5 separate regions of the Mus musculus genome follow, and regions 1, 2, 3 and 5 are each linked to region 4. The links are chromatin contacts, called in public HiChIP or PLAC-seq and promoter capture Hi-C maps. All regions are on one chromosome and are shown on one strand. The core of a region is the stretch at or near the end of the contact, and the rest is flanking DNA. Distances in the headings are between cores, read along the strand shown. Region 1 holds the start of Mks1 (MKS transition zone complex subunit 1). Region 2 holds the start of Trim37 (tripartite motif-containing 37). Region 3 holds the start of Mmd (monocyte to macrophage differentiation-associated). Region 4 holds the start of Akap1 (A kinase (PRKA) anchor protein 1). Region 5 overlaps Hsf5 (heat shock transcription factor family member 5).

Region 1 (2,700 bases), core at 30-2,529, 1.0 Mb after region 4:
AGATAAGGACCCTGATGTTTTTCTGAAACCACCACCGAATCATCCAGAAACACAAGATGCATGATTTGTGATCTGCCAGGCTACCCTTTTTGCCTAAGAATATTTCTGAGTAGAAAGAACAATGACAAAAGCATGAAAAATTATTGGCCAAACACGACGGTCCTGTCCTTTCTTTTGGCTTTCAAGGCAAGAGGAAAAAATCATATTTTCGTGCAAACTCCTGTTTTAAAATTGTTTTTTAAGTGTATTTATACATACATTTGGAGTTTGGAACATATTTCTCTTAGAAGTCCTTTCCCCATCCCCCAAGTCACAACTCGGGTAAGATGGCTCAAGCCCCAGGATTCATCTGGTGAAGAGATAACTGAACTGGTTCGCAAAAGTTATCCCCTGAACTTCACTCTCGCACTGTGGCATGGGCGTGCACACACACACAAAAGTAAATTACAATGTAAAAAAATAAATAAATAATAAAAAATTAAAAAGATGATTGCCCAGGTTCATTCAAATGCTTCTATATTCCTCGGCTAGGTGACACTGGGCAATAAACTCAACCTCTCTGAGCCTTCCGTTCCTCCTCTGTACCTCTACTGCCCCGCACCCCTGCCTTAGTCTCAAATGAATGTAGCGTCATCACAAACACCCACTAGCAGCTTGCGGAGGCCTAAAAGTGGCCAAGTCTATGAGGTCCTTCCCCATCTGGGCAGCAGGCTGGTAATGAAGGAAGTTGCTTGATGTGATTCTTTGCAGATGAACTCTGTCAAGAGAAGAGAAGCCCCAAATACGCGTGTCAGAGACACACAGCAAGGAGATATACAGAGCATGAATCGGGGAAAGAAATCACAGAGGCAGAGAAGTCAAGGCTGCTGCAAAGAAGAGGTGGGTAGGGGCGTCTGCTGGATAAATCAGCACAGGGACCCGAGGGGTTTGAAAGTGGCGAGAACTTGAAGGGACTTGGGCAGGGTGAATCTGAAAGGTGTACTTGGAAGCTTTCAGTGGAAAAAGATCCTGATAACAAGACGCGCGCAGAGATGGCAGAGGAAGTAGTTGGGATTGTAAGCGGAAGTAGGGGCCTCTGAGCATCTAAAAGCTTAGGGTGGAATAAAGTTAGGGGGCCTCGGAGCATAAAGTTAGGGGGCCCTGAAACTGGGGTCGAGTGACTACCGGAGGCGCAGGTTGCGCACGGGGTCCCGGGAGCGATACACGGCCTCGCCGGTGTCAGTGCTCCAGACCGCTTCCGCCATGACAGCTGCTTCGCGCTGCGACCGCGCCGGAAAGCGTGGTGCCTCGTTCCCCTGGCAACGGAGACGCTGGCTTCTTAGGCAAGGGAGGCGCTGCGCGCGCAGCTCTCCACGTCTGCGGGAGCCAGTCCCTAGCCTGGCAGCGGGACCCTCAGCTGTCCTGTGTGAGTAAAGCTCACCTCCACCCAAGGTGAAAGTTGGTGCACTGCACAAAAGAGAAAACCGCCATCAGCTACTTTGTTTAGGTGCAAAAATGGTGATGGTGGCCAGAACCAGGTGACCTGAGTCCTTACTTTCTGATCAAACACTGCCTTCCACTGAACATTTGAAAACTTCGGCCTAGGGGGCGTGGAGAAATGGCTTAGTGGTTAAGAGGTTAGTGACTGGACTTTCAGAGGAACTAGCAGGCCCAGATGGCCACTCACACCTGTCTCTACTCCAGTTCCAAAGGGTCAGACACCTTGCCGCCTTACAGTACACATGTGTTGCACAAACATGTTCACCATTATGCATAAAATAAATTTAAAAAAATTTAAGGAGAGAAAACTCAGGCCTAAACAGTTGGTGGATATGACTAAAAGGACATGCAAACAAAAATTAAAAAACAGCCGGGCAGTGGTAGCGCACGCCTTTAATCCCAGCACTTGAGAGGCAGAGGCAGGCAGATTGCTGAGTTCGAGGCCAGCCTGGTCTACAGAGTGAGTTCCAGGACAGCCAGGGCTATACAGAGAAACCCTGTCTCAGGAAAAAGAAAAGAAAAGACAGGAAAAGAAAAGAGAAAGAAGAAGGAGGAGGAGGAGGAGGAGGAGGAGGAGGAGGAGGAGGAGGAGGAGGAGGAGGAGGAGGAGGAGGAGGAGAAGAAGAAGAAGAAGAAGAAGAAGAAGAAGAAGAAGAAGAAGAAGAAGAAGAAGAAGAAGAAGAAGAAGAAGAAGAAGAAGAGAAAGAAAGAAAAAGAAAAAAAGAAAGAAAACATTCCTGGAAGAAAAAAAACCTGTGGGGCAGGTATATTAGTAGTTTTGTTGGTATGCACTGAGCCAGAGAAATAAAAAACAAGGAAGCCAGCAGAAAGGAAGGAAAGGGTGTTTTCCCTGGGGCATGTTGGTTCTGGATTATTAACCAGTTAAGACTCCGAGCCAGCCCCTGAAAAACCACCAGAGTGACATTCAGAAGTCATGGTTCACTGGCACATCCAAGGAAAGATGGTATAAGTTTAATTCCGGCAGTTTGGCAATATCAATATTGACAATTAGTATTTGACGGTTGCTACTTATTCATCCGAATAAGCAATTGTTGCCTGGCCTGGGACATTTCATGGCCATCCGATTATAGAGCAGAGAAATCATGAGCACCTAACTATTCATTGTGTGCACTAAGAACTCACCACAAATAGCACCTACTCATTTTTCATTTGTATTGCCTGTAACCCTCCCAAAAACCTCTCCAAGAGGTACTTTATTCC
Region 2 (2,700 bases), core at 186-2,685, 1.7 Mb after region 4:
TGGTAAAAGGAGAAGCAACTCCAAGTTGTCCTGACCTCCACGCCGGCACATCAATGCACACCCATGCACACACTAAATAAACAAACATTTGTAAAGATATCGTGATTAGAGGCAAACTAATTCAGAATCTGAATTTCTGTCCTGATGTAATCAACTAATTATGTGAGCCTGAAAATCTGCAGCCACTATAAATGCGAGTGTCCCTATTGACATTAAGTTAATAACTAAAAAAAAATTGAAAACAGGGAAGTTTACCCACGTCTATTTTTACTCCATTCCAGAAAAATTAAACCCTCCTAAAACCAAGAAAAGTTTACAAAACCTTCACACAACTTTCACAAGAGCAATTAAGTAGAAAATTACTGATGGTCATAACTGCAAGACCAGGTCCTGAGAGATGCGGACTCTTAACTGGCTTTGGGAAGACAATAAAACCATGGGGGTGAACTGGGTTAATCTCAAGAGCAATGCTCAGTAAGTTATCCCTTATTTTTAAAAAGCAAAAATCATGTAGTACTTTAGTCTCTGAACGGTTCACGCCCCCCAGCCCCCAAGCAATCGTTTTGATGATTCTAGCCTTTATGGAAATACCCCAATCATGAAATCATCTTACAAGAATCAATGCTGGAAACTACTAGTCTTTAAGTCAGTCGAGTGTGAGAGAGGTGTGTGTGTCCTACAAAATGAACCGCTGAGGGTGAAAAAAATGTTTAATCATGCAGAGCAAGTCGTGGCGAGAAAGCAGGGCAAGTCCTTCCGATGAATTTGCAATTTTGCTCTAGAAAGGCTCAGCCTGCAAACAGCGACGAGAGCAGGTGCCAAGGCATCGCTGGAGCTCCGCAGCACCTGACTGCGGAACAGATTCAGCACCGGGCATGCTGAGGGCTGGAAGCACTACCGCCGGGCCAGCCTCCCTCTCCGCGACTCGCAGAGGCTGCCTCCCACAGGGAGGGCGAGCGCATGGGGCCCCGGATAGAAAAGGAGCCCAGCCGCCACCCTCCGTGATGCCCCTCACCTCCACACTCTGCTCATCCATTGCCTCCGGCTCTCGGCGGGGCCCTCGGCGACCCTCGGAGTCCGTGTCTGCGCTGTCAGGCGCCGGCCCGAGGTCGCCAGGTCAGCTGCGCTCACCTCAGCAGGCTCCCACAACAGTGCCACCTCCGCGCCCCATCCCGTCGGGTTCCCCACCGGCTACCCCGCATTTCGCCATTTTTTTTTATCCGCGCGCCAGCCCTGGGGCGGAGAGGGAAGGGCTAGCGGTAGCCGCAACGCCTTCCTCCCGCCTCAGCAGCTGGCCTGCGTCCGCGTGGGAGCCCTGGCCCACGTGACGCCGGCGCGCGCGTGTGAAAACCGCCGCGGGGCCCGTCCGGGGCGGAACAGGCGCCACAGAGAATTCGCAAACACCAACGGTAACCAGGGCAGCTAGAGGCGCGGCAACGGGGCGGACGCGATGCGCACGCGCACTCGGCGTTGCGGGAGGGGAGGGGAGGGGCGGGGCGGAGCGGGGCGGGAGGAGAGGCGGGCGCCCGGTTCCCGCGGTGCGCGCAGCACACGAGACTTGGAGAGGCGGTGCCGCGGGGAGGCGTGTCGGGCGTCGGCGCGGTGCCCTTCGCCTCGCAGATTTTACCGCCAGTGATGTAGGCTCCTTGGTGCGTCCTAATTGGAAGAAGCCACGCTCCCGAGTATTAGGAAGGGACGGAGAGTCTTATTTGCGTTCCCATTGTTTGTGGGTCACCTAAGGAGACCCTGGAGCCGGGAACTCTTGCTTGGTTAGTGTTTGCTTTCCGCCTCTGGGAGGAAACGCAGACTTTAAGCTTTAAAAAAAAAAAAAAAAAAAAAAAAACTTAGTCCCCCTCCATAGTAAATGCATTTGAAAGCTCCAATTGTAATGGACCGGCGATTTCTCTTGACCTGTTATTTTGAGACAAGGTTTCTTTAGTTCATGATAGACTGGACGTATAGTGAAGTCTCCAAGCTTCCTGGAAGTAAGGATTGCAGGGGAGAGGTACCACGTCTTCTCATTTTGGTGAGACAATTGGATCCACATCCCACCGACTAAGGCTTTCTTGCAGCTTGAGTTGTTTTTGCTATGGGGACTAACAAAGAGTCTAGGGAATCGCTTCTAAATTCCTTCCAGAAGAGACCAGTTAGGGTGCAGAAATTGAGGGTATGTGAGACAAAAGGCGTTGGTCAAATACTTAAATCTTAATTCTTCTCTTAAGCTTATTACAAAGTTATTTATGAACCCAATCCAGAGAATTGATAATCTAGAAAGAATCTTTTCGTTACTAGCAACATTTTTTAAAAATTATATGAACTATAAACAAGATTTATGGAGGTAGGACGGATGGCCCAGAGGTTAAGAATACTTGCTACTCCGGGGGAGGACCACTCTCTAACCCTGCCTTTGGTCTCCAGCCTATACTCCAACTCCATTCTGCCCACCTAAAACACCCACACTCACATGCACATATATTAATATAACCCAAAATAATCTACACACACATAATTTAATTAAGTAGAGATAGAATATGCTTTCACAAGCTGGGCATGGTGGAGCACTCGTTTAGTCCCAGCATTTGGGGGACAGAGGCAGGTGGAGTTCCAGGACAATCAGGGATACACAATGACACCGTGTATTGAAAAACCAAAAGCAAAAAAGGCTTTCATTTCAAACCACTTATGGTCTTTGAACTAGAT
Region 3 (2,700 bases), core at 192-2,691, 1.4 Mb before region 4:
CCAACGATAGTGCCAGACTTCCAGCCACCAAGTAATAAGCAATATTCAGAAAGCAATCCAAATCTTCAAGCCGATCTCCCCCAATACTGAGCGCAAAGACCACCCTCATCCTGTGCATGTTGTGTTGGCTCTTTTACCCTTTGAGACTGGAAGAAATGAGATAAGCATTAATGAGTGAACAGGGGAAAGAAGGGAAAGGAAAACTAAATGGTGTGTTTACATTTTAAAATAAAAAGAAAGACCACTTCAAACTCAATAGCCTGCTCGGAAGATTTTAAGCATTTCTGCTTTTGAATTCTCTGGTACATCACACTAGGCTACCCTGTTGGTGGTGAAGGGCTGGGAATGGGTATGGCTGCCAGGCTCAGACAAAGGGATGGAGTTACCAGAAACCCCATGGGTGAACTTTCACCCACTTAGAAACATTAAAGCCCAGAGCTTTCTTTGGGAACAATAGGTCGGCAGCCTTCATCATTCCTTCCACGCAGGTAATCCACCCGGGAGAGAAGGGCCACACTATGTCCCTCAAGTCGGGCTACCCTACCACCTCTTTAGTGTAGAGCAGACAACCCGCCTTCCGGTGGCGCCTCCTCCGTTCTTTCTCCCTATTTCCTAAAACCAGGTTTCTCAAAGGCATGTCTCTCCACCTGAATGCTAACTTGCCCCTGCCAAAAAAAAATCCCCCAAATAGCACACCATTAGGTTCTTAGCCCGAGACACACAACCCCTCCGGACACCATCAGGAAAGCTGGACCTAGAGAAGCGTGCCTCAGTTTCCCTGTCTCTAGGGCCAACCACCGACAAAACACCTCAAAAAGCTCAGGCCAGACCTCCTACCCGCTGTAAGACAAACATCGCCACAGGGTGCTGCAGCAGCCTTAAGAGACCTCACGTTGGGGTTTGTATAAGGGTGGAGGCCCTGAGTGGAGTCGTGGGGAGGGGGCTCTGAGGCTGGAGTAGTCTGCTAGAAGCTAGCAGCAGCGGTGTCTGGATGGGGATCTCAAGGGCCAAGCTAGGTTTGCAAGCGGATGGAGGAGGCAAAGCAGATGCGGGGTCCCGGGGCACAGATCCCAAGCTGCCTGGAGGAAGGGGATCGCAGAACTGCGAGTCTTCCCGGGAGCCGGTCCTCGTCAGGGCTCGGGATCCCCCGGGACGGAGCACGTTCCCCGCAGAACTCTCACCGCTGGAATCGATTCCTGAACCGCATTGATCCACCGCTCCACCGCGGGGGCCGGGAGCTCCGTCTCTTTTGCACCGGCGGCAGGGCGCGCCGGCCTCATGGGCTTGAGCTGCTCCGAGGCCGCTGGCGTGCCAGGCGGGAGCCACGCAACTGGGCAGGGCCGGAGTGGGCCACACCGGGGGTCGGTCAGCACAGGGCCCGGGCCAGAGCAGGCGCCTGGGGGCGGGAGGGAGGCCGCTTAAACGGCCCCGGCGCCTCCCGCCTCCCGCCTCCCTGGCTCCTCCGCCCCCGGGTGCCTGGGCCCCGCCCCGGAGCCCGGCTCCGCCCCTGCCCGCTGCTCTCGCTGCGTGCGCCCGCAGCCACCTGCGCGTCACCGCGCCCAGTGGCCAATCAGTGTCCGGAGCGGCGCAGGGCTCCGCTGCCATTCATTTCCCTTGAAGCTCGGTAGGTGGGGCGGAACCTCAGAGCCGAGGGGTGTGGCTAGCCGAAAGGGGAGGAGCGCTGGGAGGGCGGTGCTCTGCATTAAAGCTTTGAGCGTGTGAGCTGCAACAGAGAGGAAGGAACAACGGTGTGTAGGAGATGGCCCACAATCTTAGAAGCAGCTGTGCCGGAAGTGGCAGCGAGCAAGAATCTATCTCTGCCTTCTAATCTTGGCCCCATATCGTTTATCCAGCCTTCATTCATTTCTGCGTCCTTCCTTTCATTTATTTCTTCACCTTTTACGCTGTGTAAAGACGGATTAGTAACACGGCTGTCCTATAAAGAAGAGATTGGAATTTCTCCAGGGGGATTCTTCTGGAGAGATCTTTTTACGTCCTCCATTTTATTTTCTATTTTTTAACCCAAGAAATTTCCAAGGAAAGAGTAGACTTGAATCGGCCCCTTTTGCTAAACCTCTGTAAAGCTAAAAGGACTTGCCAGAAGAGCAGATCCTAGGGAGAGAAGAGATAAGAGGTAGTGAATACACTCAGAAGAATACTGGAAAAAAGGAATTGACATGTGCAGGACCTGTCAGCATCACTCCTGAAATCCAGGTGTGCTCCCATCCAGGAAACCTGCCCACACACATCCCCCACTCCTCAAACTTCACCTTCTTGAGGGACTTAGGGCCAGCTTCGAAGCAGTATTTACTCTTTTTGAAACGAATGAAAGATGGGGGGATGCCGGGGAATGGTTTCACCCACCATTCTAGTGTCCTTCTCTTTAAGTGCCCCGGGGTGCTTTCCACAACAATTGCTTTGATCTTGGAAGGAATCCTTAGGTTCAAAATTATGTTACTCATTTCACAGGTATGGAGGCCAAGGCTTTGAAAGGTGGCACTGTTTACAATAGCCAAGTTATTATATTAGTGTAGGTGCCTACCAAAGGATGTAGAAAGAAAATGTGGTGTGTGTGTCTAGAGACAGCATGGAAAATTAGTCAGCCAGAAGGAAAAAAATGAAGACTCGGGAGTGATCTTTCCATTCCAAAGCTGCACACTTGGTTTAAAAGGACAATCGGCTCCAATAGAGGAGGACTGG
Region 4 (2,700 bases), core at 68-2,567:
ACTTTGAGATCTCAACTCTGTAGCCCAGGGTGCTTTGAAATTGTGGTAATCTTCCCTCAGCTTTCCAAGTGCTGGCTCAAGAAATAAATGAAGCCGGGCGTGGTGGCGCACGCCTTTAATCCCAGCACTTGGGAGGCAGAGGCAGGTGGATTTCTGAGTTCGAGGCCAGCCTGGTCTACAAAGTGAGTTCCAGGACAGCCAGGGCTGCACAGAGAAACCCTGTCTCGAAAAACCAAAAAAAAAAAAAAAAAAAAAAAAGAAAAAGAAATAAATGAGTTAGACAGTAGATACTCAAAATTATATTCAGTATGCATAGTCTCTTTTTAAAACTTAAAATTCACATTTGATCACCAGTGAAGATTTTTCCCAAGTAATGGTTGGTTCTTAGTATGGTACCTTTCCTATATTTCGTTCAAAAAATGTGCACTGAAAGTGCCCTGTAATGCCAACACTTAGGGAGGTGGAGGCAGGAGGATCAGGAGTTCAAGGTCAACCTAGAACTTCCCAGCTTGAGGCCGTGAGACATGAGACACAGTCTCAGAATATCAAAATAAATAAGCAAGTAAAGGAAAGTGCCTAGGTTTTAAGGATCAGAGCTGGGCTGGTTGGCAAGTGGAACCTCCGTCGGATACAATTATCTGCAGGTAGTTTGGTTTTCTCAAGTCGTTGGGGGAGGCAGTGACTCATGGTGACCATTTCTTCGAAGGCAAACTTTGCAAAACCCCAGATCATTTAGAGAAAAGCCCCTTCGACATCACTAAAGTTGCGAAAATGAGAAATCAACTTGCCCTTGAGGGCTACACAGTATCCACATTACTGATCAACCAATGGCCACCTATTATACTCGAAAAGCTATGCTATGCTCGCAAGGTTACGGGAAAGCCAGATTCCTAGGCAAGGGGAACAATGTAGCATCGTCCCTCACCAGCCTCAGCAACCTTTTCCAGGAGAGGCACCATCCCAAGGCAGGAACCTGCCTGACACCTCTCCCCGGAGAAGAAGCAGAGACCCCGTGCGAGCCAAGTTCATTGTGCCGAGCACTCAGACACCAGGAACCCACCCCAGCCCGAGTGTGGGACGTAGGGGCCATCTCCCATGCCCGCCGTGAATATTGTTACTCTCGCGAGAGCGCCAGCAAGGCGGGCCCGTACAGCTCCGGGATGTCAGCGGAGAGCTCCTGACCGCGCCCCTCTTGGCGCAGCTGGGAGAGAGGCGCGCGCAAGTCGGGGGAGGGAGCGGCCGATGGCGCGCACGCGCAGGAGAGCGAGCGGGCGAGGGGGGCACGCCAGGGAGCCGAGGGCGAGGGGCGGGGCCTTGCGTCGCGCCGCGGGCACGTCGTTGCGCGTCCTCAGTATTTAATGTCTCTGTGTTCGCCCGGCCTGGGCTAGCACGTGGGGGAGCGGCCGAAGCGCCGTGCAGCGCTGCGGGGCAGGGCCGCTGGACTAGGTGGGGGGCCAGGGGGCGGTGGCGGGAGGATTGAGTGCCTAGACGGTCGCCCAGGAGCAGGTAAGTGACGGCTGGCACGGGCACCCGCCCGCCGGGCCCGGAGAGAGAACGAGTTGGGGTGATGGGGAGCCTGGGGTGCAGGTGCAGGGTGCGACGCGCGCGCCAGGTACTCCGGGGACCGAGAGCCTTGTGCACCGCGCCTGCTGTCAAGCGGGCGGGTCTGTGCCTTGATGACCCGCGCGCCCCGCTGGTCTTTCCCGGTCCCAGGGCTGCTGCTGACAGATCGCGTGCGCTGAGCTCGGGGCGCTGCTTTAAGCCGCTGCTTTCCCCTCCCATCCCCCCTCACGTCACTGGCCTCTAGGATGGAGGTGAGGGCGCAATTCCCCGGGCGCTCCGGTGCGCCTCAACTTTCCCAATGCTGGCTCACCCTTCTGGGTAGCCTGCCCGAGCGCGTCCCAACCAAGGTCGTCTAGTCTCGCTAGCGTTTACTTTTCAAAGGTCGTGTGTACCCAGTTTACGCGTGGAGAGGAGGCACTGGGGCGGTCTCTGCCAAGGACCCAGTGCCCAAGGCGGGAGAGGAGGTCCTTGGGGACCCCTTCCCTTCCTAACTTTCTAACTGCTGGGCCCAGTTGACTCTGGGTTGGCCCGGCAGTGGTGGCAAACCGGAGCAGGAAGACACAATTCCTGGAGTTCAGTGCCGCGAATTATTGGAGCGGACTCTGCCGTTGTAGCGGGGAGAATGGGATGCAAGACAGGTCCCAAACCTTTTGGCGGTGGAGAGACCATAAGACCAATTAGGATCCGGAGGTCGTGAGCTTGGGTGTCCGAAGGGAATTAGAGTTTGTGGCCCCATAAGCATGTCCTAAGAGGTGGGAGACCTCTAGCTAGAGGTGCCCGCTGACTTCTTGCGGGGGTGGGGAGGTCCAGGGTCACGTGTCGCGCCCCACCTTTCTTTCCGTCCCAGGACAGTGATCTGGAGGGACTTTGCAGGGGTCATGGGGGGACTTTGCCAGGGTTATAGGTAAAAACCTGCGTAGAGAAGCCTCCATACGCGTAAAGGAGCCTACATTCTGGTGTCAACTACTGCTGTGTCCTATCTTTTCCTGTTTCCTTTCTCCGGGAGGGAAGGTGCTGATAGTCAGGGGCTGTGCAGAAGGGACCTCTGAGACGCCCTGTGCCTAACCGGACCTTTTCCCTCCGGGAAATGCCTCGAGCAACTAGTACCTTTCCACCCTTGGGCTGTGGTTAACACAA
Region 5 (2,700 bases), core at 109-2,608, 1.2 Mb after region 4:
TCTTTCAAGGTTTTTGAGCCAGGGTCTCATTTGTGGCCCAGACTGGCCTCAAACTCACAATGTCTCCACCTCCCAAGTGCTGGGAGTATGATGTATATCACTGTGACCGCCCCTGAGTACTCTCTTCATGTTTTTTGAATAAATTCTCAAAGAAGTTCTTAATATTTAAAATATAGGTGACTAATTTGATTAATTAATTTGCCTTTATTGCAATAATCTGAATTACCTTTAACTTGAGGTTTTGTTTTTCTCTAGTGGTTCTAGGCAAGTGTTCTACCAATAAGTTATATTGGTAACTGCATTTCATGTGTTGAGCTGGGTTCACTCTGCAGCACAGGCTAGCCCTCATCTATAATAATAGTAGCAGTCTTCCTGCTTCAACCTCCCAATTGCTACTATTACAGGAGTGAGCCGCTCACTGCATCTGGCTAATTTGAGAATATTACATTAGCCATTGTAAGCAAGGACTGGTGGTTCATATCCTTCATCTCAGCACTTGGGAGGCAGAAGGATGATGAAGCCAAAGCCAGCCTGGGCTACACAATTAGCTCCAGGTGAGTTGGGTCTACATAGTAAGCTCCTGTCTAAAAAGAAAGAAAAGAAAAAAATGTTTGGAGCAGAGTACAGTGACTTGATTTGAATATTAGAAATTTTTTAGATTAAAAAATACAAATGTACTCAAGTCATTAAGAGGGAGGTTTCAAAGCTGATTATGGCACTATGCGCCTGCATATTAATAAGGGTGACCCAAAAGAATCACTGCCTGAGTCTGAGGGTGGCCTGGGATGGGCCCATTTCAAAACAAAGAACCATTTACAAGTGCTCCGGTGTCCAATAGATAACCAGACTCCTATAGCACACACATACAAAAACATGCCACTTATACACATTCATGCCTTAAAGTGTATTTATAATGTGCTTAAGGCACTATCTTTGGTGTCATTAATCTTCTTGTATCACAAATAAATATGTACTCTGTTATCTGTTAATAAAATCCTTAGCATCTGAAGATGATTATTAAGTTACCCTTCATCTTATCTAAGTTAATCTAAATTCTTTACTTTTCTTTAATATATTCAATATTTTGATGGTTCAATTCTTTCATTCGTTTATTGTGAATATGTGGAGGTGTAAGGGGGAATGCACATGCATTCACACCGGGACTGGAAGACTCCAGGTATCTCTATCAACTCTCCACCTTATTTCCTTGAATAAGAGGCAGGGGTCTTCAGGAACCAGGAACTAGGCCGGTGGCCAGTGAGCCCCAGCAATCAGCTCTAGAGTTAGAGTACAGTGTGGACTGGCTCAGCTTTTAAAAAGGTGAATGGAGGCCCCGCCTCCGCGCGGCATTGCGGAACCGGAGCTCCAGGCCGCGCCTCCTTAGAGGCTAGGGAGGTGGCAAGGCCAGGGCAGGGCTGCAGAAGCCCGCGCGATGATCGCAGCGAGAACAGCGGGGTCAGAGCAGACCACGACGAAGGCACACAGGCAGCGAGCGTGACCGGGCCGGGCCACCGGGAGAGCGGCCACCGGGAAGCCGGCGACAGCGGACGACTAGCGCTACCACCCTTTCTGCACTTTTTGCAAAACAGTGGTCAACAGGAAGGCCCAGCAGCTCCTCTCTCCTGAGTGGCAGGCCATCTTCGGACACAGCCTTTCTGGGCTCATTCTTCAGACAACTTTCAATCCCTTACTATAGCTATTTCTAGGTGCCCTTTAACATTGTGAACAAATAGACTGTTTGGTATTATAAAGCCTGTGTGTGCGGGAGCCTGATCCTCTAAGATCTATGGTGTAGCTGCTGTGTTTACAGCTCATCCTCTCTCCACTGTGCTCTGACCCTTTCTGTATGCCCTCCCCCTTTATTTCCAAGTGATGGTCTCAGTCTTCCCAATGAGCTGCCTTTTGTGATGTGATTATTTAAGCTCACTTATTTCAGCCTTTGGATAAACTAGGCTACTTTGCTTCCTGGGCAGATCTTTGGCAATGCTGAATATTCACTTGGGGAGAGAGGAGGAGTTAAAAATACAGAGACACCTACCCCCAGCTCCTCACAGTAGGAATGTGGCTTCAGACCCCTGCCCCCTGCTCCTAGTAACCTCTTGTTCGAGTGCTCTAAGCACCAAGAAGGCACCCAAGGCCCAGCCAGTCTCAGAAAATTTAGCAAATAATAACCCCTACTTGAGTCAAAAACAAACAAACAAACAAACAAACAAACCACACAAAGAAACCCCTAACTGAACAGAGAGTGGAGCTCAGGCCCTCACACTTGAGCAGTGAGCACTTTTCCTTGCTGAGTCGTCTCCCCAAGTCCTCTGAAACCTCATGTTCTTATATGCACTGTTAGGAAAACAACTATTTTATATGCATTTCAAAGGTAGCTATGAATACTAGTTTAAACTACAATTATATAAAACAACATGAGAGACATAATATGACTATAAATAATAAAGATACATAAAATATCATTCATATATGAATTACATCCCGAGGTTCAGTTCCTAGCATTTTAGAGCTATACATTCTAGAGCATAAAACTATTTCATCCTTACCAGGGGACTTTCCTTGTGAGTTGCTTCTTCGCTCTCTGTATCTAGCTGGAGTGGATAAACCTGTGTCTTTAGTAGACTTGTTAGCAGGCCCCATTTCTGAAATAAGGAATCCCATTTGTTCTGAAGGCAAGATATTCTCCGAGGGATTGGT

Evidence for each region. Promoter capture Hi-C pulls out the DNA fragments that hold promoters and counts their contacts. HiChIP or PLAC-seq counts read pairs in DNA pulled down with a chosen protein or histone mark.
Region 1: an H3K4me3 HiChIP or PLAC-seq map of embryonic stem cells shows a contact between it and region 4, with 4 times the contacts expected there. The contact joins the promoter of Mks1 here to the promoter of Akap1 in region 4. A contact is called at or near these places in 4 of 39 promoter capture datasets (the C10 cell line, the HPC-7 cell line, cranial neural crest and 1 more), 2 of 115 datasets of contacts at active chromatin or transcription factors (embryonic stem cells and large pre-B cells) and 2 of 9 other capture datasets (adipose tissue and embryonic stem cells).
Region 2: a contact with region 4 is called in an HNF4G HiChIP or PLAC-seq map of pancreatic cancer cells. The contact joins the promoter of Trim37 here to the promoter of Akap1 in region 4. A contact is called at or near these places in 1 of 39 promoter capture datasets (cranial neural crest) and 1 of 115 datasets of contacts at active chromatin or transcription factors (pancreatic cancer cells).
Region 3: a promoter capture Hi-C map of pre-B cells shows a contact between it and region 4, with 2.7 times the contacts expected there. The contact joins the promoter of Mmd here to the promoter of Akap1 in region 4. A contact is called at or near these places in 2 of 39 promoter capture datasets (hippocampal neurons and pre-B cells).
Region 5: a contact with region 4 is called in an HNF4G HiChIP or PLAC-seq map of pancreatic cancer cells. The contact joins the enhancer-like site here to the promoter of Akap1 in region 4. A contact is called at or near these places in 5 of 39 promoter capture datasets (the 3T3-L1 cell line, frontonasal cranial neural crest, hippocampal neurons and 1 more) and 1 of 115 datasets of contacts at active chromatin or transcription factors (pancreatic cancer cells).

What each region holds. Positions count from the first base shown.
Region 1 is chr11:87,851,794-87,854,493 of GRCm38.p6, reverse strand. It overlaps Mks1 (MKS transition zone complex subunit 1), which reads right to left and starts at 1,279. Exons shown (of 18, transcript NM_001039684.3): 1 at 1,165-1,279; 2 at 648-757. The coding sequence starts at 1,244.
Region 2 is chr11:87,125,810-87,128,509 of GRCm38.p6, reverse strand. Trim37 (tripartite motif-containing 37) reads right to left here and starts at 1,435. Exons shown (of 24, transcript NM_197987.2): 1 at 1,016-1,435. The coding sequence starts at 1,036.
Region 3 is chr11:90,248,217-90,250,916 of GRCm38.p6, reverse strand. Mmd (monocyte to macrophage differentiation-associated) reads right to left here and starts at 1,441. Exons shown (of 7, transcript NM_026178.2): 1 at 1,182-1,441. The coding sequence starts at 1,207.
Region 4 is chr11:88,863,203-88,865,902 of GRCm38.p6, reverse strand. Akap1 (A kinase (PRKA) anchor protein 1) reads left to right here and starts at 1,317. Exons shown (of 11, transcript NM_001042541.1): 1 at 1,317-1,506. All of the region lies in intron 3 of 4930556N13Rik (RIKEN cDNA 4930556N13 gene), which reads right to left.
Region 5 is chr11:87,638,094-87,640,793 of GRCm38.p6, reverse strand. Hsf5 (heat shock transcription factor family member 5) reads right to left here. Exons shown (of 6, transcript NM_001045527.1): 5 at 2,550-2,700. Among named protein-coding and RNA genes, the nearest start is that of Hsf5, 22 kb to the right of the region's middle. Within about 2 kb of position 1,358, at least 286 of the 459 cell types and tissues checked have an H3K27ac peak or open chromatin away from gene starts, as enhancers often do. A contact at or near this core is called in liver and pancreatic cancer cells, where this site is marked.